Regions from separate parts of the Mus musculus genome. Here all the other regions are linked to region 2. The links are chromatin contacts, called in public Micro-C and promoter capture Hi-C maps. All regions are on one chromosome and are shown on one strand. Each heading gives the region's core, a stretch centred on a gene start, on an enhancer-like site or on the middle of the called end of the contact. The rest is flanking DNA. Distances are from core to core; before and after follow the strand shown.

What was found. Promoter capture Hi-C pulls out the DNA fragments that hold promoters and counts their contacts. A called contact is a pair of places that touch in the nucleus more often than the background predicts.
Region 1: a contact with region 2 is called in a Micro-C map of embryonic stem cells, with 3 times the contacts expected there. The contact joins the enhancer-like site here to the promoter of Nkx2-2os in region 2. A contact is called at or near these places in 3 of 39 promoter capture datasets (hippocampal neurons, liver and stem cell-derived epiblast-like cells), 1 of 484 Hi-C or Micro-C datasets (embryonic stem cells), 1 of 115 datasets of contacts at active chromatin or transcription factors (astrocytes) and 2 of 9 other capture datasets (embryonic stem cells and liver).
Region 3: a contact with region 2 is called in a promoter capture Hi-C map of liver, with 6 times the contacts expected there. The contact joins the promoter of Crnkl1 here to the promoter of Nkx2-2os in region 2. A contact is called at or near these places in 12 of 39 promoter capture datasets (the 3T3-L1 cell line, the C10 cell line, the HPC-7 cell line and 7 more), 2 of 484 Hi-C or Micro-C datasets (the P5424 cell line and embryonic stem cells), 1 of 115 datasets of contacts at active chromatin or transcription factors (stem cell-derived neural progenitor cells) and 1 of 9 other capture datasets (embryonic stem cells).
Region 4: a contact with region 2 is called in a promoter capture Hi-C map of neural stem cells. The contact joins the promoter of Napb here to the promoter of Nkx2-2os in region 2. A contact is called at or near these places in 2 of 39 promoter capture datasets (liver and neural stem cells).

Annotation. Positions count from the first base shown.
Region 1 is chr2:146,061,279-146,063,978 of GRCm38.p6, reverse strand. All of the region lies in intron 17 of Cfap61 (cilia and flagella associated protein 61), which reads right to left. Among named protein-coding and RNA genes, the nearest start is that of Gm34629, 37 kb to the left of the region's middle. Within about 2 kb of position 1,253, at least 79 of the 459 cell types and tissues checked have an H3K27ac peak or open chromatin away from gene starts, as enhancers often do. A contact at or near this core is called in astrocytes and embryonic stem cells, where this site is marked.
Region 2 is chr2:147,182,734-147,185,593 of GRCm38.p6, reverse strand. Nkx2-2os (NK2 homeobox 2, opposite strand) reads right to left here and starts at 1,511. Exons shown (of 6, transcript NR_030769.3): 1 at 1,234-1,511. It overlaps Nkx2-2 (NK2 homeobox 2), which reads left to right. Exons shown (of 2, transcript NM_010919.2): 2 at 1,037-2,442. The coding sequence ends at 1,599.
Region 3 is chr2:145,933,444-145,936,167 of GRCm38.p6, reverse strand. Crnkl1 (crooked neck pre-mRNA splicing factor 1) reads left to right here and starts at 1,468. Exons shown (of 14, transcript NM_025820.3): 1 at 1,468-1,614. The coding sequence starts at 1,564. It overlaps Cfap61 (cilia and flagella associated protein 61), which reads right to left and starts at 1,384. Exons shown (of 27, transcript NM_001369121.1): 1 at 1,328-1,384.
Region 4 is chr2:148,731,155-148,734,003 of GRCm38.p6, reverse strand. Napb (N-ethylmaleimide sensitive fusion protein attachment protein beta) reads left to right here and starts at 1,584. Exons shown (of 11, transcript NM_019632.3): 1 at 1,584-1,738. The coding sequence starts at 1,641.

The sequences.
Region 1 (2,700 bases), core at 4-2,503, 1.1 Mb after region 2:
GTGGCCATGTGGAGAAGCTCTTCACAGATCTTATCTGTTAGCTCAAAGCTTAGCTCACCAGCTAACTACAACAGCGGCATAGAGTGAGCACTGGTCTAAGTGCTGAGGTATGAATGAGCCTTGAGAGGTGAGGACACAGGCAAACAAATGCGATGCAGTGTATGTGAGGGGGCAGTGTGTTGGGAAGCTACTACTGTGAGTGAATGCATTCAAAAGGCACAGGATTAAAGGAACTCATTTAGCCCCAGGGACTGTGTGTCGGTAGAGTAGGCAGGACTGTGCTCTGGGACGCAGGCAGTTCTGGACTCAGCTGGACAGCCCTGGAATCAGCTGGCCCAAGATAGCAGGAAAAGTCAGGGAAGGATTCCCAGAGAAAGTGACAGCTGAGCTGGCTTTACAAAAATCAACAGAGTATCTCCAGGCAGACAAAGGAGAGAACTAACTGGGGGTGAGGGGGAGCCAGAGCGAGGCTGAACAGAACACGCAGGTCAGTCCGTCTCTAAATGTAAGTTCACAGACTAGGTCTCTCCAAAGGCGGAGCTGGCACTCTTGGAAATATAGGAAGCAAGCATAGAGGGAAACACAAGGAAAAGGAACAGGAGTTAAGGAAGAAGCGGGAAGGGGGGGCTGAGGGCCAACCGAATGTGCCTCATCACCTCCCATTAGCCAGTGTTATTTGGCACATCTCTGAAGCCAGAGTGAAATGAAAACTCTATTCCTGCAGAGAATAAGCTGTTTGGTGCACATTGGGCAAGTGGCCCTGCACTGCTGGGTTCAGCCCCTGGGCATCTGCTACAAAATGACAGCCCTTGAAAACAACGCTCTTATTCTGAGACTTTCTGTGCAAGTGAGTGCTCTTTCTAGGTATAGTTTTGTTTTGCTTTGAATCTTGCTTTCTTTCACCATTTCTTTAGTTTTGCTCCTGGGTATGTTCCAACACACACATGTCCAGTGAACTGGCTAACACACGTGACTGCTTTTAAGGTCTAGTGTGTGCCTCTGTGCCCATGGCTCGTTTTTTTTTTTTCAATCAGCCTCGGTACTTCTGTTGACATCCAACTGTATCTCTGATTCTGTCTCAAGAAATTAGGGTGCCTCCTTTCATCCCAGTGCGAACAATGGTTTGGATTCTCTTTCACACGACTTTAAAATTCTGCATACCAAAAGGCTCACTCGGGCTATTGTACAAGCAATGTACAATGGGTGTTTTGAAAGAATGGGCTTTTCTGAACATTCCAACGGAGTGTGCGAAGGCTACAAATGCAGTTCAAAGGAATTTGGTCAGAATCAATGGAACTGCTTCTTGGTCCAAGTGGAGGGCTTGGAGGGAGGAGTAAAACAAATCCACCTTCTTTTTAAATTGAAATGAAAAGAGGCTGGCGGGCAGCTAAGCAGAAACCTCAACGGGAAGGAAGGCAGGATACAATAAATGGGAGTGGCTCTTGTGAACAAAAGTGAAAGAGGCTTCTTAACAGAAGGTGCCAGGCTGATTCAGCGGGCCAGATATTTCACATCTGACGGGGGAAGAGAAGGCTCTCAGTCCACTGCTAATTCTTATGAAACAGGGAGCCCCCAGCATGAAAGAAATTGCTTTTAAAAATTCCCACCTGTTTCCTCTTGGAATTAATTCCTGACGATTCTGACATTATCTAAGGCCCGCCAATTGCCTGTTCCCAGTAGAAACTCCTCTCTCCCCAAAGTTAAGTGTTTGATATACCCCGAGTTTTGAAAACAAAACCAAACAGTGAAAACAATATTCCATAATTAATTAGCACAAAGGCTTCCCTGTGCCTAGCCGTCCTGGTGGGAGCTGGATTGGGGCTCTCAAGGGTTAATGCTTATGTGGTAGCAGGTGTGACTTCCGGGAAGGCTCACATCAGAAACACAAAATCAAACATGAATCCTCAGGAAAATTCCTGCTTTTGCTCAAACACAACCCCCCCCCCCAATCTCCTACAATCCTTTGGAGTGGCTGGCAGGAGGCAGGGACAGTAGTGTACCATAATTAACACCCGATCACCGTTAACATCTCACTTGGGTTGGTGTAAAGAGAGGTCACGTACTTTTAATTTCTCACACGCATGTCAGTGGTAAACAGTCCCAGCATTCCCGTTAATGACACCATCTGGCGAGTCCCCTAACTGTGTAGCCTTCAGCTTCCAAACAAGATGTAATGTCAGCAACACATGAAACCCACTGACATTTACAGTAAGGAAATTTATTATCAGCCATTGGTTTCATATAAATGTGTTTGCGTGACTGCCAGGGCTTTCAAATCGTCACCTTTGCCAGGCGAGCAAAGGAAGGTGCAATAAATAATGGATATTAAGCCATGCATGTACTACCAAATCATTAAACATTTATCGCGCAGGCACAATAGCATCTTGAGCAACAGTTACCACTTGAAAAATTAATGCCACTTTTGAGGGTTGAATGGGAGCCATTCAGTCTAAGTGTTAACAGTTTTTGTTTCAGTACAGAATATAAGGATCCCCCAAAATTTCTACTTTTTAGGTCGAACATGACTATGTATATGTAAATAGCGCTTTAAAAATAATTTCATCTTGAAGAACAATTGCTTTATGCTCTTTTGTTAAATAGTAAACATTGTAGCTGAAATGTTTTGTGAAAAGAAAATAATTGTTTAAACCTTTTCTCAATACCATAAATGGCAGAAGAAAGGTTCTTTGGGGATTAAAT
Region 2 (2,860 bases), core at 262-2,761:
TAGACATCCCTTCCCAGTCTCTGATGCCATATATTTTCTACGGGAGAAATTAAAGCAAAAGACAAGAGAGACGCTTTCTAAAAGCTGGCTAGAGATGTCAACCGGACTTATGGCTCTGGCCGGAGTACCCTGGACTCAGATGGCCCAGAGGACTTGGCTTTGCTCTCTGGAGCAGGGATCCCTGGTCAGGGTCCGGCTAGCAGTAGAGGGTGGAGGAGGCTTGGGGTATAATAGCTCATCCCTGCCCCTGCATGATTGTAAAAAAAAAAGAAAGAAAGAGAGAGAGAGAGAGAGAGAGAGAGAGAGAGAGAGAGAGAGAGAGAGAGAGAGAGAAAGAAAAAAGAAAGAAAGAAAGAAAGAAAGAAGAAAGAAAGAAAGAAAGAAAGAAAGAAAGAAAGAAAGAAAGAAAGAAAGAAAGAAGGAAAGAAAGAAAGAAAGAAAGAAAGAAAGGAAGGAAGAAAGAAAGGAAGGAAGGAAGGAAGAAAGAAAGAAAGAAAGAAAGAAAGAAAGAAAGAAAGAAAGAAAGAAAGAAAGAAAGAAAGAAAGAAAGAAAGAAAGAAAGAGAAAAACTATGTGGTGCGTGCAGCGGCGGGTGTGGGTGTCCATCCAGAAAGTCCGAAAGCAAAAGCGAAAGCCCCCCAAACCTGGTTTACCCCGCCAAGCCCATCAATGCTGGGATTGTGAGGTTTTCCTTTTAAAAATCTGCCCACGTCTCTCCAAAGAGGAAACTGTTTAAGGGGTCCAGAGCCCTTAACCCTCAATGACCGTCCACACTCTGCGCTTCGCACTAAATTCTCCTGAATAGTGGGAACCCCTAGAAACTTATGCCTCAGAGCCCCCGCTGCGCAGACTCTCCTCTGAACCCTAGCAGACCCCGACGGCTTACTCGGGCGGGGATTGCTGCAAAGGCAGCGGGTCTGGGCTGGTCCAGTGGGCCAAGGGCCCACGGAAGAGCCCTGGGACTCCGGGTGACCCAGGTGGCACTTGGCCTCCAGCCGCCTGATGCGCTTCTCTTCCCCCCCCCCCCCCCACCCAGTGCACGGGCTGGCGGCCAGCGCTCCCCCCCAAGACTCGAGCTCCAAATCCCCAGAGCCCTCGGCTGACGAGTCACCGGACAATGACAAGGAGACCCAGGGCGGCGGGGGGGACGCAGGCAAGAAGCGGAAGCGCCGAGTGCTCTTCTCCAAAGCGCAGACCTACGAGCTGGAGCGGCGCTTCCGGCAGCAGCGGTACCTGTCGGCGCCCGAGCGCGAGCACCTGGCCAGCCTCATCCGTCTCACGCCGACACAGGTCAAGATCTGGTTCCAGAACCATCGCTACAAGATGAAACGTGCCCGGGCGGAGAAAGGTATGGAGGTGACGCCTCTGCCCTCGCCGCGCCGTGTGGCAGTGCCGGTCTTGGTCAGGGACGGCAAACCGTGCCACGCGCTCAAAGCCCAGGACCTGGCAGCCGCCACCTTCCAGGCAGGCATCCCCTTTTCCGCCTACAGCGCGCAGTCGCTGCAGCACATGCAGTACAACGCCCAGTACAGCTCGGCCAGCACCCCCCAGTACCCGACAGCACACCCCCTGGTCCAGGCCCAGCAGTGGACTTGGTGAGCGCCGCCCCTCCAAGACTGGAGGCCTTAGGCCCTGGCCCCACCCCAGCGGCGCCGGTGGCGAGGAGGACTCGATCCTTACCACGGTTGTTATTATTATTATTATAATTATTATTATAGAGTCGAGTCTGACTTTCGACTCAGTTGAGGAGGCACAGGGAGGTTGCCTGTGCCTCCCCGAGTGGCAGATTCCATTGACTCTGCCCCATCGCTCTCCCCTTTGAACTTTTGGAGAGGATAGAACTCTAAGCCGTGTTTACAGAATGTTTGTGCAGCTTTGCTTCTTTGCCTCTCTCTCCCTGAGGGGACCAAACCATCCCAACGTTAACGTTGTCACTTGAAAAGAGAAAGGACCAACCGGCCCCCACCCCACCCCACCCCCGCACTGCTTTCGTGAATTTTGTAAACTATGTTTGTGTGAGTAGCGATATTGTCAGCCTTCTAAAAGCAAGTGGAGAACACTTTAAAATATAGAGGATTTCTTTTTTTATAAGAAAATGCTAAATATTTATGGCCATGTACACGTTCTGACAACTGGTGGCAAATTTCGCTCTTCGTTGTAAATATCGCTAGTGATCGTTGCCAAATGACGTTCTGGATGGGCCTGTATCCCCACCGGGCCTGCCTCTCTTTGTCGTTTGTTTTCGGTGGGTTATGTTTGAGTTGCAGCGGGTTTTTATTTTTATTTTTATTTTTATTTTTAATTTGTTCAGTGCAAACATTTTTCAACTATGAAAAAGGAAAATATGTGTAGGGAACTCACCCCCGGGCCCCCTTTTTCGTCTCCTGAGCATCGGAGCTTGGAACTCAGCAGTTTCACGTGGTTTCCCCAAGAGCGCCGGGCGCTGAAAGCTTTCGATTTTTTTAAATAAGAATTTTAATAAAAATCCTGTGTTTAAAAAAACAAACAAACACAAAACCAAGCCCAGTTCTTGAGTTTGTTACTTTCCCTCCCGGGCCGAGTTGGAAGGGGCGTCAACCTCAAATCTGGAGCCTAGGGCTGTATTCTGGGCTAGTTCTGGCGTTTCCTCTCGCAGCGCAGTGGCCGCGGGGTTATCCAGACAGTGGAGGAGTGCACGGGATAGGCCTCAGGCGGGCTGACCCAAACGATTCCGCGCAGGACCAGAGCAGCTTGGCCTTCAGCCTGCTAGCCAGTGGTCCAAAGTCCTTGTTGGCCTGGCGCTCTCCGGCTTCTGTGCACTCTCTGAATCCCCAACAGGGGGAGGGAAAGTGACTTTGGGTAGCGCCAAACAAGGAAAGCA
Region 3 (2,724 bases), core at 219-2,718, 1.2 Mb after region 2:
TTAGCTGCTGGAAAGCATGAGTTTTCTCTAAGAGTATAACATTCTGGTAAGTTGACCAAGCTCCAGTAGACCACATATCCAAGAATATCTGGGCAATACGAATTAGTCTTCAAAGGTTAAAAAACAAAAAGACACACAGTTGGGTGAATAGGGAGTGGGGTAGATCTGGGGAAAGCTGGAGGAATGGCTATGATTAAGACGCAAAACTTTCAAAGAAGGAATTAAAAAACAAACAAACAAAATGCTTGATAAAAAGGAGTATTGATGGACAAAGGCTCGAGGGGGAGGATGAACAGGAGGTACCCTGAGGATGTTGACAGTTCCAGGCCAGCCTGGTCTACAGAGTGAGTTCCCGGACAACCAGGGAATCAGGACTACACCGAGAAACCCTGTCTCCAAAACAAAACAAAAAATCTTGCCGTTGTCCTAAATCTCAAGACTGTTACAAAAGTAAACTCTAACAGTTTCTTGTAACTGACACGGGGTGGGGATGGATCGTAGAAAGTCCTTTGAGGGTGGGGAAAGAGTAGGAAAAGCTCACCTTCCCAATTTTGCTGTCAATTCCAAAATTTTTATTTTAAAAAATTATCTTAACTATATGCTAAATCACTGTTTTTAATGTACTTCAGATATTATACGTACTAACATCTAGCGAGTATTTTACAGAGACAGATTTTTTTCTTTAATCTTAAGGAAATAGATACTTTTATCCTTTTATAGCTAAGGATATTAAGGATAAGAGAATTGAGATAATACAAATTTACATGCCGGGCGTGGTGGCGCACGCCTTTAATCCCAGCACTTGGGAGGCAGAGGCAGGCGGATTTCTGAGTTCGAGGCCAGCCTGGTCTACAGAGTGAGTTCCAGGACAGCCAGGGCTATACAGAGAAACCCTGTCTCGGAAAATAAAAAAAAAAAAAAAAAAAAAAAAATTTACAGACTAAAAATTTGATCAGTTTCTGTAGGTGCTTTGCTACTGACTAATTTCCACCTTTCTCTAACATCTTGTTTCAAAAATACCTCTTCTGATTTTTTTTTTAAAAAAATCCACATTTCAAGATTATTAACTTGGTCCAATCGCGGGGAAGCCTAAGGCGAGGGGGCGGGAACTCGAAAGACTACAAATCCCAGAATGCACCGCTGCCCAGGCTGCTTGCAGGGTTTCCTCGGTGCTTTTCCCTTCTCCCCGGAGTTTCTACACCTGAAATGGATTTCTACGCCCCTCAAAGGTGCCACGGCCTACAGCTGCACGCATCCCGGAGATAGACCTGGATGAGCCCTCGCCGCCAGAGCCCTATATCCCTGCGGCGCAGCCCGCCCTACCCACCTCACCCGCAGCTCCAGCAAGCCGCAAGTCTCCACAGAGGACGCGCACACAGTTGCTAAGGAAACGACGCGGCGTTTCCCCTGACTGGTGAGGCGGTCAAAGGTCGTCTTCGCAAGTTCCGGTTCCGGTTCCGGTATCTAGTTTGTTGTGGCTGACTCTGTTGTGCCGGCCGGTTCGAAGTGCTTTTCTCAAGTCCGGTTGTCGGCCAGGATCGCTCGAGTTCCACGGCTGCAGTCATGGCAGCCTCCACGGCGGCCGGGAAACAGCGCATTCCTAAAGTGGCCAAGGTAGGCGACCGGGAGGAGCCCCCGAACAGCATCTGCGGTGTCGGGCACCAGAGATTCGAGACAGCGATCTCTGTGCCGCGGTCCAAGAAGACAGGTGGTCGGTGAGGTGGCGCAGGGTCTTGTCACTCCGAGCTCGTCTCGCGTCTGCCCAGCCTTCCTTCCAGGGTTGCAAAGCATCGGTTCGGTTCGGTAAACTGTTTGCTTTGCTAGTCTCTGGGGATCCCCTACTTTTACTCCGGGCAAGAGTGCTCCACTAAAACTGGAGAGAGAGCGAAATGGCAACCCAGATAGATGTATCCAAGTAGTGTAGATATGCCATGGGCAAGAGCCAGAAGGGTGCCTGTAAACTTGAGGGTAAACTTTGTGAAGGAAGTTAACACTTAGGCTGCATCAAAGTTAGGCAGTGAAGAGAATGGCAGAGGATAGGCTCTGGGCAATGGCATAAAATTTAGGTTAGATAGTAAATTGTTATATTTCCAACTGTGGTTGATACTTCATCAATACTTAATAAGTGTCAAATCTTGCACTTAGCCATCACATACAGTCATTCTCTGGAAGTCTGATTTGGCCATTTTGTCTTGAGACAAGTTCTTATTTCCACATGTAATTATTGTAAAAGTCTGATGTGGTAGCTTCCCCCCTACCCCCGCTCCCAAACCCCTATCCTGAGTCATAAAAGCCAGGGAATGCATGCTGACTAAGTTTTTGACAGCTTGACACAAGATAAAGTTATCTAGGAGGAGGCATCTGGACTAAGAAAATTCGTCCCTAAGCTTGCTTGCTGGCAAGTGTGTGAGGCATTTTCTTGATTACCAATTGATGTGGACGCCCCCCCCCCCCCCGCCTACTTGGGCAGTGCCACACCTGGGCAGGGGCTCTGGTGTAGTCTGTGAGAGCAGACTGAGCACAGCTGGTATGCCTCCAGCTTCCTGCCGTGTCTTCCATTCATGAAGACTGTGGTCCAGTTGTGTAAGCCAATCAGTCAGCTCTTTCCTCTGCAGGTTGCTTTTGTTGGTGATGTTCGATCACAGCAGTAAAAAGGCCAATTAGAACTTAGGGTCCATCTGCACTTGAACACATTTGACTTTTAAGCTCCTGTGTTGGAACTAT
Region 4 (2,849 bases), core at 335-2,834, 1.5 Mb before region 2:
TAGGATGTGCCCAGAGCCACTGTAAGGTAGGTGCCACAGTCTGAATGAATGAGCATCCATTAAAGGCAGATGAGTGAAATGTCTGGTTTTTGAGGTGTGCTTTGGGAGAATGTATTCTGGTTCCTTTTCATCCAAAGCTTTAGAATTTAGAATGATTAACTCCAGAATAGGGTAGAGTGGAGATCTGGACACCAAAGACTAGTGGCAGAGGGATCAATATTTCTTGACTATCCTGCAGAGTTGTTCCATTCAGCCAGGGTTGGGAATTGCTCTGATCAACACACTGCTGCTGCCCATGATGCTTAGGAGTTGACTCAATCCACCAAATTCCCCAACTGACTCCTTTTCAAATGCCAATGTTGGTTCACTTTTTGCAATTTTTCTCTCTTCAATCCAACATCCACTGCCACCTCCAATTTCCTACCTCCGTCTACCCTCCTGCTCCAAACTTGCAAATCAGTTCTCCAAAGTGAAAAAAAAAACAACAACAAAAAAACAAGCTCATAGTAGTTGTAAAAAAAACTATGCACCAAGAGCCGATATTCCCCTCTATCTTGAGAGCATCCTGCTATGGTTGGATCATGCCACACTGTGACATCAGTTTTGGTAGCTTGTTTCCAGGAGTTTAAACGCTCTTGCTATGTTCTCTGAAAACAGGCTTCATTTTCTTAGACAAATTCTGCTTGCCAGTTCCTACAGCGTATTCATGAAGAGTTTTAAATCATCAGAAACTCTCATTTGGCAGTAATTCTATTTGCTGCACCACCTAAGAAGTAGCACTGCCAAGCATAAATGGTCTAGACATTGTATTAAAAAACACCTCCCTCTGGGACAGGCCTAGAAGTCACTGGCACAGGATTGCATCTATCTATGGATATTTAGTAGATTAGAAGTCTTCCTGGCAGACAGGAATTTTGTCAAGATCCACCCACTATAGCCAGCATTATGTAAAGCATAAGAGAGTTCACTGGCTTATAGCCATTTAATAGAATTCAGTCAATAACAAGAGTAGATTGTGCCTACAGGAAAGATATGCAATCCATTTTTAAACAAGAGGACCAAATGGAAAGTTGTAGTTTGGGGACGCTTAAAATCAACTCTGAATTTATATTGGGGATGATGATGCATTTTTAATGTCTTGCTGTCAGAAATTAAAAATAGCTCTTTAGGCCAGCTGTTGCTGCTTTTCTGGCAGAGTTGGGAGGTGGGGCACCACATGGTTGACTAAATTGAGCTGAACTGCTGCATTAGATTAAATTTTGCAGTATTGCTTGTAGAGTGTCTCTCTGTCTCCCTCTCTCTGTCTGTCTCTGTCTCTATCTCTGTCTCTCTCTCTCTTTCTTTCTCTCTCTCAACCTTGAAGTCTACCTCCAAGGGTCCAAGGCCCAAGACCCCTCCAGAAGGCCACGCCCCTTCCCCCTCCTCCAGGGAGTCCGGGAGAACGCCCGGCCCTGCCCAGCAGCCTGCTGGGAACTGTAGTTGTGGTCTCTGACAAACTGGCATTAAGGTGGAATGTAGGACTACAGATCCCGAAAGGCCACGCGTGCCGCGCCTGCGTGTCCGCACCTGCTGGAGGGAGGGCTAAGTCGTCCCGGGAGCCTAGCTAGTCAGCAGAGGAGGCTTTGGCTGCAGCGGGTGACATGGACAACGCAGGGAAGGAGCGAGAAGCGGTCCAGCTTATGGCGGAGGCCGAGAAGCGAGTGAAGGCTTCCCACTCTTTCCTCCGAGGGTTGTTCGGGTGAGCGCCAGAGGTCTTGCCCTTAGGGGTCTTGGTGCCCGATCCCCTGCCCAGCCGGCTGCCACCGCAGAGTACCCCGCGCAACTGCTTAGGGTTACGGGATTCCCAGTGGCCCACGCTCTGTTTTGGGTCCCGTAGCATCCAGGGCCTCATCGCATCCCTTGGGCCGTGTCTGGGGTGTCTCTCCAGTCAGCACACACTGCAAGCCCCAGAACCTTTTGGGGATCCTCAGGCCTTGGACACCCCTCACCCACACCCGGAGAACCTCTAGCTCACAATCCCCAGGCACCCTTAAACAACCCAGAACACCTACGCGTCCTCGGAGATCTCTGTGGTCCCCCAAGTCCCATGCGTCGCCAACGGTCCGGTGCTAGCTCCAGGGTCCGCGCCAAGCTGCCTCTTCAAGGATGCCACCCCTCCTGGTGGACCAGATTTATTCATTTCCCCTGGTTGGGCCCGTAAATCCCCCGGGGGAGCCAGGACTGTGAGGTTCTGGAATTCAACCTGGAGTTTGGCAGCAGCTGGTGGCTCGTGGGGAGCGCGAAGTCTGCGCCCCTGTATCCCGGGCACTTGCCCGCTGGCCTTGGCTCAAGGGCCTTGAAATCATATCCTCCTTGGTGTGTTTTTCATTTGCCAGAGTGACTTGTATCCGTAGTTCAGGCTTCCCGTTTGATGAACTGTATGTAACATTGCTCCTTTTTAAAGTCAGAGTATCCTTTGGGAATCCCGTGATTTTGTTAATTCTTACATATCTTGGTAGGGAAGGGTTTGGTTTACATTCTGAGCTTTCAAAAAGCAAAACCTGCCCTGAGAGCTTGTGGAAGAATTCTGGGCTGTTGATTATGCGAATGATTCAGCTGTTTATGACAGCGGTAGAAATTACGTGTGCCTCTTCTTTTTTTTCTCCCATTTGAAAGTGAAAGATCTGTACCAAGAACAGATTTTAATTATCGAGAGGGACTAGAGGTACATACTAAACTGCTGCATTGTGAGACGCAGTTTCTGTAAAAATTCAGTATAGACACTTAAGTGCTGAAAATGTACCCAGTGAACTTTGACTTTTATTTTTACTTCATTCATCTGACTACTAATTACATTAATTATTATATAA